Regions from separate parts of the Sus scrofa genome. Here all the other regions are linked to region 1. Evidence: chromatin contacts called from public HiChIP or PLAC-seq data. All regions are on one chromosome and are shown on one strand. Each heading gives the region's core, a stretch centred on a gene start, on an enhancer-like site or on the middle of the called end of the contact. The rest is flanking DNA. Distances are from core to core; before and after follow the strand shown.

The links. HiChIP or PLAC-seq counts read pairs in DNA pulled down with a chosen protein or histone mark.
Region 2: a contact with region 1 is called in an H3K27ac HiChIP or PLAC-seq map of alveolar macrophages. The contact joins the promoter of TRIM3 here to the promoter of LOC100738479 in region 1. A contact is called at or near these places in 1 of 5 promoter capture datasets (liver) and 1 of 2 datasets of contacts at active chromatin or transcription factors (alveolar macrophages).
Region 3: a contact with region 1 is called in an H3K27ac HiChIP or PLAC-seq map of alveolar macrophages. The contact joins the enhancer-like site here to the promoter of LOC100738479 in region 1. A contact is called at or near these places in 1 of 5 promoter capture datasets (liver), 12 of 47 Hi-C or Micro-C datasets (embryonic fibroblasts, epiblast stem cells, fetal heart ventricle and 7 more) and 1 of 2 datasets of contacts at active chromatin or transcription factors (alveolar macrophages).

What each region holds. Positions count from the first base shown.
Region 1 is chr9:4,187,215-4,189,878 of Sscrofa11.1, forward strand. It overlaps LOC100738479 (tripartite motif-containing protein 34), which reads right to left and starts at 1,314. Exons shown (of 8, transcript XM_005667079.3): 1 at 1,175-1,314.
Region 2 is chr9:3,255,549-3,258,212 of Sscrofa11.1, forward strand. TRIM3 (tripartite motif-containing protein 3) reads left to right here and starts at 1,367. Exons shown (of 13, transcript XM_021062339.1): 1 at 1,367-1,506.
Region 3 is chr9:3,359,685-3,362,348 of Sscrofa11.1, forward strand. No RefSeq gene overlaps it. Among named protein-coding and RNA genes, the nearest start is that of CAVIN3, 17 kb to the right of the region's middle. Within about 2 kb of position 1,302, at least 18 of the 83 cell types and tissues checked have an H3K27ac peak or open chromatin away from gene starts, as enhancers often do. A contact at or near this core is called in alveolar macrophages, mesenteric adipose tissue, omental adipose tissue and 2 more, where this site is marked.

The DNA of each region.
Region 1 (2,664 bases), core at 64-2,563:
TTCATTATCTGTTTAGTGCCTAAGAACTACATTGTAAAAATAAGCAGATAAACCCTTTCATCCTGTGTATTAGGTCTGGCTGTTGACCCTGAGGAGGCAATGACATTGGGGCAGCAATGGGCCCTTCCTAGGAGTGAGGCGCAGACGCACGGCAAGGCTGTACCTGTGACTTCTAAAAAGTGGGAGCACAGATCAGAAAGGCCGTGTGTCAAAATGTATGTAGGGTACCAATCAGTGTGAGTGTAAGGGGAGTCCTCCCTCCTCAGTGTCAGGGGATGGAGCAAACGTCTTAGCCACGCCGCCGAGTCTTCGGGCTCCCGCTTAGCGCTCAGCCACTCTCCTGAATTAGCTCTGAACCACATCAACCCCACAAGGGGAGGAGCCGAGGTGGCAGTCAAGGCCACGGGGTGCCAAGGGGGAAGAATGACGACCAAAAGCTCCAAGGCAGCTGTCCACGGGCTCCTGAGGTCCGAGTGGGCAGGGCTCTTCAGAGACGCAAGCAGATGCCTGAGACGGGACCCCAGGGGGACACGGGACAAACGGGGACCCCGGAGGCAGGCAGCTGTCCTCCAACCTGCCCTCCTCAGGCAGGACAAGAGCTGAGGGTGTGTCGGGAACACCACAGACGGAGGGAGGGCGGGGATCCCGTCAGCGCTGCCCCTGAACTTGTCCCCAAGGCTCCATAGAGGGGCTGGGGCTTCCTGCCTTTGGAAAACACGGACCTCTTTCTCCAGGGTCTCTTCCGAGGAGGAGGGGGAGGTGGGCAGAAGAGGAGACTCTTGGTCTCTCTATGAGAGACAGACAGAGAGACAGACAGGTGGGGGGGATGTTCCAGTTTCTCTCAAAACTACAGAACAGGGAGGCAGCGGCTCTGAGCTCTGCCTAGAGAAACAAGGGCTTCTCCAGCCAACAAAACCTCTGCCTTTTCCAGGAGCCCGTCTTCTCTAGACTCAGGGTTGCCATCTGTCTGCCCTGAGAGCAAGAAGCCTGCAAGCTGGCCCTGCTGCCCCTGGGAACAAGCCTGGGCCACAGCCTCAACTCAACCAACGTCTTGGACTTTCCTTCTGCAGTCGCCCCACTCTCGGTGCCCTCGGAGACCTCCGACCTCCCACACCACCTGCAGCCCCACCCTCCCGGGTTAAGGGGTGAAGAAAAGCAATCAGCCTTTACGCACCCAGCAGGGCTCCGTCTGCAGGAAGCAGCTCCTCCCAGGAGCTGGCTGAGAAATGAAAGTGAAATCTTGGCCCGGCCGGAAAGGGGAGGGCGCTCTGGGCCAAGCGGGCAGGCAGCCGCCCTTTGGGGCCCCTGGAGGAGTCCGGCTCTCCCGCGGGGTTCACAGGCTGGGGAGGGACCTTGGGCACCTGAGCCCAAGTCCAGTTGCGGGGATGCTACTGCCACCTAGTGGGCAGCGGCGGGATCGTTCTCCAAGGCGCAAGGCAGCCTGCAAGGAAGAAGGGAGCGAGCAGAGGCTGAGAAGCTCTGCCTGACCCCGTCTGCTTCCCAGGCCAGCTAGGCCCTGAGCGTCTCCTGCCACTTTCACGGTTGTGCACAGGCCCTCGATCAGTCTACCAATGTGAACCATCGCTTCCTGGGCGGCGTCCCACTTGCTCCCGAAAAGCACCACCCGCCTCCTAAAAGCAGGCGTCGAAACCACCCCTGATGGGCAGGAACCTTGACCAGAGGAGTCCCTGTCAAGTCTCCGCCCTTCTTGGGCACAGGGTGACTCTGTGTCTCCACGTGCCTCCGTGAAAAGTGTCCTCTGTTTTGATGAGGAGAATAACTTCCTGGGTTGATTTTTCTGGGCTGCATCCATCAAGGAAATCTTGGTCCCACCTCCCGGAGAACGTGTTACATGAGAAAAAGTGTCACCTCCGGAAACTGCTTTAAAAGGTTGCCCTTATCGCTTTTCGCCTCCCCCATCATCTGACTCATGGTGGGGGGCCAGGGACACATCCGAGGAAGAAGGAAATCTTTAAAAAATTGTTGACATTTTAACAGCTTTCTCGTAAAATTGTCGGTATCCTTTACAGGTGGACCTATGCTGGGACCACGTTTAAGGAGTCACTTCCCACTTGGCCATTTAGGTCTTCTCCTTGGTCCAGTATCGGCCATTTCTAGCATTCAGATTGTCAATCCCTGGACACATTTGTCAAATCGTTGCGTTAGGTGTGCCCAGGACCTTCGTCTGGTCCATCAGTTCTGCGGACTGTGACATCCACGTTTTGTTTTGTTTTTGTTTTTTTATCACTGATTTTACTTGAACATCTTCCCTCTATTTTCCTTCGTCTCGTTTTCCTGTGACTCCGGGGGGCTTTGCCACCGTGCTCTGACTTTGCCGTCTTTCTGCTATTTTCGGAACCTCACGTTCCTGCATAGGATATGTGCAAAGTGGGGGGGGGGGATCGCCACTGGGGGAGCTTTCCTCAGGGTATCGCGATGTCCCCTCGTGCATCCCTCTCAGCTGAGCTCTTCCTCTGGGAGGCAGAAATGGCCTGGAGAGAAGGGCAAGCTGGGTGCATCCAGGAAGTGCCTCTAGTTCCATGGGTAGTTACCCTTGAGCTCTAGGCAAACGGAAGCGAGGCTGCAAGAGTGAGCAGAGTCACTTCGTCAGACTCCCTTGCTGAGCCTTTATCTGGAGGATGGCGACACCCACTACCAGATCCG
Region 2 (2,664 bases), core at 117-2,616, 930 kb before region 1:
GAGGTAGTAGGTCGTGCCAGGCCTTTTCAGGCTGTGAAGCCTTATCGGGAGAAGTCTCGGGTCCCCTCATGTTGTGTAGCCCTGGCCCCCACTTCTACAGCAAACATGAACTCCGTCTGAGGCTCATTCGCAAGCACCAGAGCACCCGTGCTGGGCCCGGCACTAAGGCGGGTGAGAGGTCAAGGCAGCTTCCAGAGCCACTGCCATCCCGCTGTTGAGCCCAAACCTGACCCTTGTGTGAGGCAAGGAAAGCTCCTGACAGCACCGATTTAGTCGGGGTCCAGGTAGCTCCAGAACCTGGCAGCACCCTCCTCTCCCTCTGGAGGCTGCAGGCCTCTGGCGGTGGCTTAGTCAGGGGGCTGGTCCATACACAAGCCCCTCCACTTTAAGGCCGCTGGAGATTTTTCAGCCTGAAAGGTGCTGAAGCCCGGCCTGACTGGAGGCAGGCCCTCAGGCAGAGCTCAAGGCCTGGTTCCAGCACTTTCTAGCTGGCTGATCAGGGTTAATGTCTGGGGAGCCACGGGCCCTCAGTTCTTTCCGTTGCAAAACCCAGCTAATAAAAGAAGCCACCTATTAAGATGAAGAGTATGAAGGGTAATATATGCAAAGTGATTCGTTATGTGTCTGGCACACAATAAGCACTCAGGCGCTGTTAACTGTTATTGTACTTTTTGATTATTTTCCACCGGGGCTGCTTTTCCACAGTGCGACGATTCTGAGAATTGCTCTGGTCTTTGGAGGGTGGGAGGCAGTCGCTGGAGGGCCTGAACCATAATTTCCTCAGGAGGAGGCTCTGGAGGCAGAGCCCCGCACCTGTGTACCCGTCGGCCGCTTCTCCCAGAGCTCTGGGTGCTGCCCTTCCACCTTGGGGCCCTTCCGCCGCCCCGAGGTCTGGGCCGAGGCACAGACGCCCGGGTCCTCCGCCCAGCAGAGACCACGCCAGCATAGTCCGCAGGAGCCCGCCGGGGAAGCCTGGAAGGGCCCCTCCCCGAGGCAGCCCTTACCGGCTCCCAGCGTCCGAAACCCCCGCTGCCCAGCTGCCTTTTCTGGACGGAGCCCCTGAGACCTGCGCTGCCGCCCGTCCCTGGAACTGTCGGGAGCACGAAGCGGCTGGCGGGGAGCGGGGAGCGGGGATCGAGGATCCGGGCTCCGCGCGCCGCCTCACGGGCTCCCCAGCCGGATCGCGGAGGCAACATCTGCGGGAGTCTCCGCCGGGGTCGGGGAGCGGGGCGGGCGGGGCCTCCGCGGCGGTGGGCGGGGCGTGGGCGGGGCGTGGGTCCCCGCCGCCCCCTCCCCCGGCTGGTCCGCAGCCCCGCCCCGGCCCCTCCCTCCGGCCTGTGCGGCTGGTCCGGCGGCGGCGCCGGCGCGGGGACAGGCGGAGGCGCGGGACGTGGGGCGGCGCCGCGGGCAGGGCCGGGCGGACGGGCGCTGGCAGCAGGGGCAGCGCCGCGGGCCCCTCGGAGTGGCCGCAGCCGGGCCTCGGCCCTCCCATCCTGCCTGGCCGCGGTGAGTGCGACGGGCGGCCCCCCGGGGGGCGTTGGTATCCCCATCTGCCCGGCCCCGGTCCGGGTGCGAGCGGCGGGGTCTGTCCGAGTGTCTGTGGGTGGGGGCACAGATGCTTTCCCAGAGCTGTGCCTGCCTCTGTCCACGTGAGGCGTGTCCCTGTCTGTGAGAGCAGTGGGGGGATTCTTCGGGCTGTGGCTGCTCACGTGAGGTCCATGTTTGGGGGGGAGGCGCGGGTGGATGGGTGATGGATCCTTGGAGCAGCTCGGGGTTTGGGAGCGTGTGTATGTTGGCGGAGGGGGTCGAGTGCTGCGGTCGAGGATGGGCGGGGGGTGGGGGCGCGGGTGGGGTTGCGGAGTGGGACTCTGGAGTCTTGTGGCCCAGCTCGTCCGCGGGCTCCTTTCTCGCTGGTGCAGACTCTTCCAGCCCTTGCCACCCCCTCCATCCTCCTCAGGTACCTAGCGGCCCCCCGGGGGCTCTAGGGGACACCCTTTTCTCCTCTCGCACTGGCCCCTGGACAGGAAGCCTCCTCCGGAGGCTGTTTCTTGCAGGAAAGGACCCTTCTGTTTCCCCTGCAGCCTGGGCCCGCCTGGAGGACCCCAGGCCCCTCCCTGGTCCTGGCCTCCTCCCTTCTGGACTTGGCTCCAGCTCATGGGCTGCAAACCTGCAGGGACAGATGGTTGCAGGTCGGAGGGGCAGGCTGCATCCCAGGGAGGTCAGTCCGCTGAAGGCCGGCTCTGGGCTCGCTCCTGGCGTGGGGGTCTCTGATGTGGAAAGCAAACCCAGGGCTGGCCCTGGTAGCAAGATGAGATCTGGGAGGTTGGAACAGGTGCAGAGGTCTTTTGCACAGGTCTCTCCTCGCCTGTCCGTCCAGCTCATCAGTGCCCATTCATCCCCTGAAGCAGGGCTCTGATTTGCTGCAGAACTGGAATCAGAGCTGCAGGCCTGACAGGTGCCCTGCCTCTCTTGGCTTGCATGCCTCCAGTGACAGAGCACTTACCACCTTCTGCTACGGGAAAGCTTCTTTGTGTGAAGTGGAGGGCTTTTTCCTTGGAACTTTGTTCCCTTGTCTTGTTACTGCCTTTGATTTTGCCTCTCTGTCTGGTGAGAAGGAACTGCAGTGATTTAAACATGGCTCTCCTGTCACCAGCATATACTGAG
Region 3 (2,664 bases), core at 52-2,551, 830 kb before region 1:
GGCAGCCCTTGGCTGCTATATTTTCTATATTTTCTAAGCTGAGTGTGCTTCCTTGTCTGGCCTTTTGTGCTAATCTTTCATCTGAGTCCTGACATCTTGGCTGTGTGTCCTAGGCTCTTTACCCAGGCTTCATCTTTTCCAGTCATCAGGAATCTTTGAGATATTCTCAAGAACTTTATTTATCCTTATTTTTTAATTTTTATTTTATTTTTTGCTTTTTAAGCAGCACCTTCGGCACATGGAAGTTCCCAGGCTAGGGGTTGACTTGGAGTTGCAGCTGCCGGCCTACGCCACAGCCACAGCAACGCCAGATCCGAGCCACATCCATGACCTACCCCCACACCTCATGGCAGCGCTGGATCCTTAACCCACTGACTGAGGCTGGGTATCAAACCCGCATCCTCGTGGATACTAGTTGGGTTCTTAACCCACTCAGCCATAGCGGGAACTCCTCAAGAACTTTATTTAGCATGAGAGATTTCTCTTGGCGTTCTCACGAGGCTCAGTGGGTTAAGGATTCAGCATTGTCACCACAGAGGCTGAGTCAAAGTGACCCAGATTTGATCCCTGGCCTGGGACCTTCCACATGCCGAGGTCTTGAGAGAGAAAAAAAAAAAGATTTCTCCAACTTTCTCTTCCCACTTTTCTTCTCTTCCTCTCCCCTCAGGAGGTTGTTTCGTTTTGTTTTGTTTTGTTGTTTGTTTCCAGCTGGAATTCTAAGTTGGCTCGCCACTTAGGTTCTGAGTTTTTGACAGTATACTGATGCCTTTTCTCCTATTATTTCACCCAAAGTATGCAGCACAGGCCTAGATACATGGAAGGCCCATCTCCTTTGCAGTATGGGCGGCAATTTTTATGAAATAAGTGAACATATCGTTTGTCTAACATCTGTATCTGCTGTTCGGAGGTAAATTCCACAAGGTCAGAGAGTCTGTTTTATTATTTTTTTTATTTTTGTCTTTTTGCCATTTCTTGGGCCGCTCCCGCGGCATATGGAGGTTCCCAGGTTAGGGGTCGAATCAGAGGTGTAGCCGCCGGCCTAAGCCAGAGCCACAGCAACGCGGGATTCGAGCTGCGCCTGCAACCTGCACCACAGCTCTCGGCAACGCCGGATCCTTAACCCACTGAGCGAGGCCAGGGATCCCGCAACCTCAAGGTTCCTAGTCAGATTCGTTAACCACTGAGCCACGACGGGAACTCCCAGAGAGTCTGTTTTATTCACTGCTGCATCCTCCATATCCGGCTCAGGGCCCAACACTTCGCAGAGCTCCATAAAGAGGTGTGGCATGAGCGAATGAATAAAAAGATGAAGGGAAGAATGAAAAGAGGAAGTGGGGGACAGACCCGTGACGGCTTTGAAAAGCAGGGCCTGGTTTTGTTTTTCTGAAAGAAAGCCTCAAAGGCTGCAAGTTCTCACTGTGAAAGGGAAAAACAGGCCTGGGGGCAGCTGGAGGCCACGAGCAGGTGGTTATGCTGATAAGGCCCCGGAGGCAGAGCGGCCCAGGCCAAGGGAGCCTGTTGGGCCCAAATGGAGACACCCGTGGCGCTGGGAGCCCCGGGCACGGGCTGAGAATCGGAATCACCATGTCCTGCCTTTGGCCCAATTTCCCGCAGTTTACTGGGGACACGGCGCTATGGTCTCAGAGGAGGGCAACGGTCAAGTGGAAATTGGTTTGTTTGTCGCCCTGTCCGTGTGGATTAATGCACAGCAGCAACATTTCAAAGAGGAGTCTCACTAATGGTTCCCAGGGCTGGGGCGGGGGTGGTCAGAGCTGGCCTTTGGGGGGACAATCCCTGGGACGGTGCCAATCAGCCCAGCGGCCCACGCCTCCTCGCGAGACGGGGCACAGCTGGGCCCTGTCTGGGCAAGGGGCCCAGAGGACAAGCCAGGAGGCAGAAGCCCTGGACGCAAGAGGCTCCGGCCGCTTCTCCAGGGACCAGAGGGAAGCAGGAGGCAGACGGGGATCCAAAGGGACCCGCTGAGCTCTTGTTACGCTCACTAGACCTTAATCAGGCCCTTCGGTCACAGGGCCCGAGGGGTGGCCCCGTGCCCCTGCGGGAATGGGGCTTGATCAAGCACGCCAGCGGTCTAAACATGCTGAAGGTGATGGCTGGTCTCTCGTGATTCAAAGGAAAAAGAGTTAAACCGTAAAATAAGTGCCAAGAAGGCCAACTCCGTTCACATGCACCCCTGATGGGCACATTGATGCTTTCCCTCAAATACTGAATGCTTTAAAAGAAACTTTTTTCACTTTCTGGTGGCCTTTCTGCTTTAGTCATGCCCTAAGCTCTTTCTTCTCGGCCTGTTGAGGACTCTGTCCCCAACAAGGGGTCTGAGGGAGGGGCCGGGTGAGAGCTGAGTGAGAAATGGAGAGACGCGAGGGGGGCCCCCGCTGCTAAGCTCTGATGTCTGGGGGACCTCCGCGAGGGTCCCTGTCACTGGTGGGGCTGAGGGTGGGCTCTGGTCACCGAGGACCTGAGGCATCTGAGTCACTGGCCTGCTTACTGAGGGGCCTGGCTGAGGCATCTGGTCACCAAAGCCTGCAGGAGAGGCTCTGGTCACATTCTTTTTTAGGGCCACACCCGGAGCACCTGGAAGTTCCCAGGTTAGGGTTCTTTTTACAATTAGATACTTTTAAAAAATTCTTTTTAATTGTTATTTCT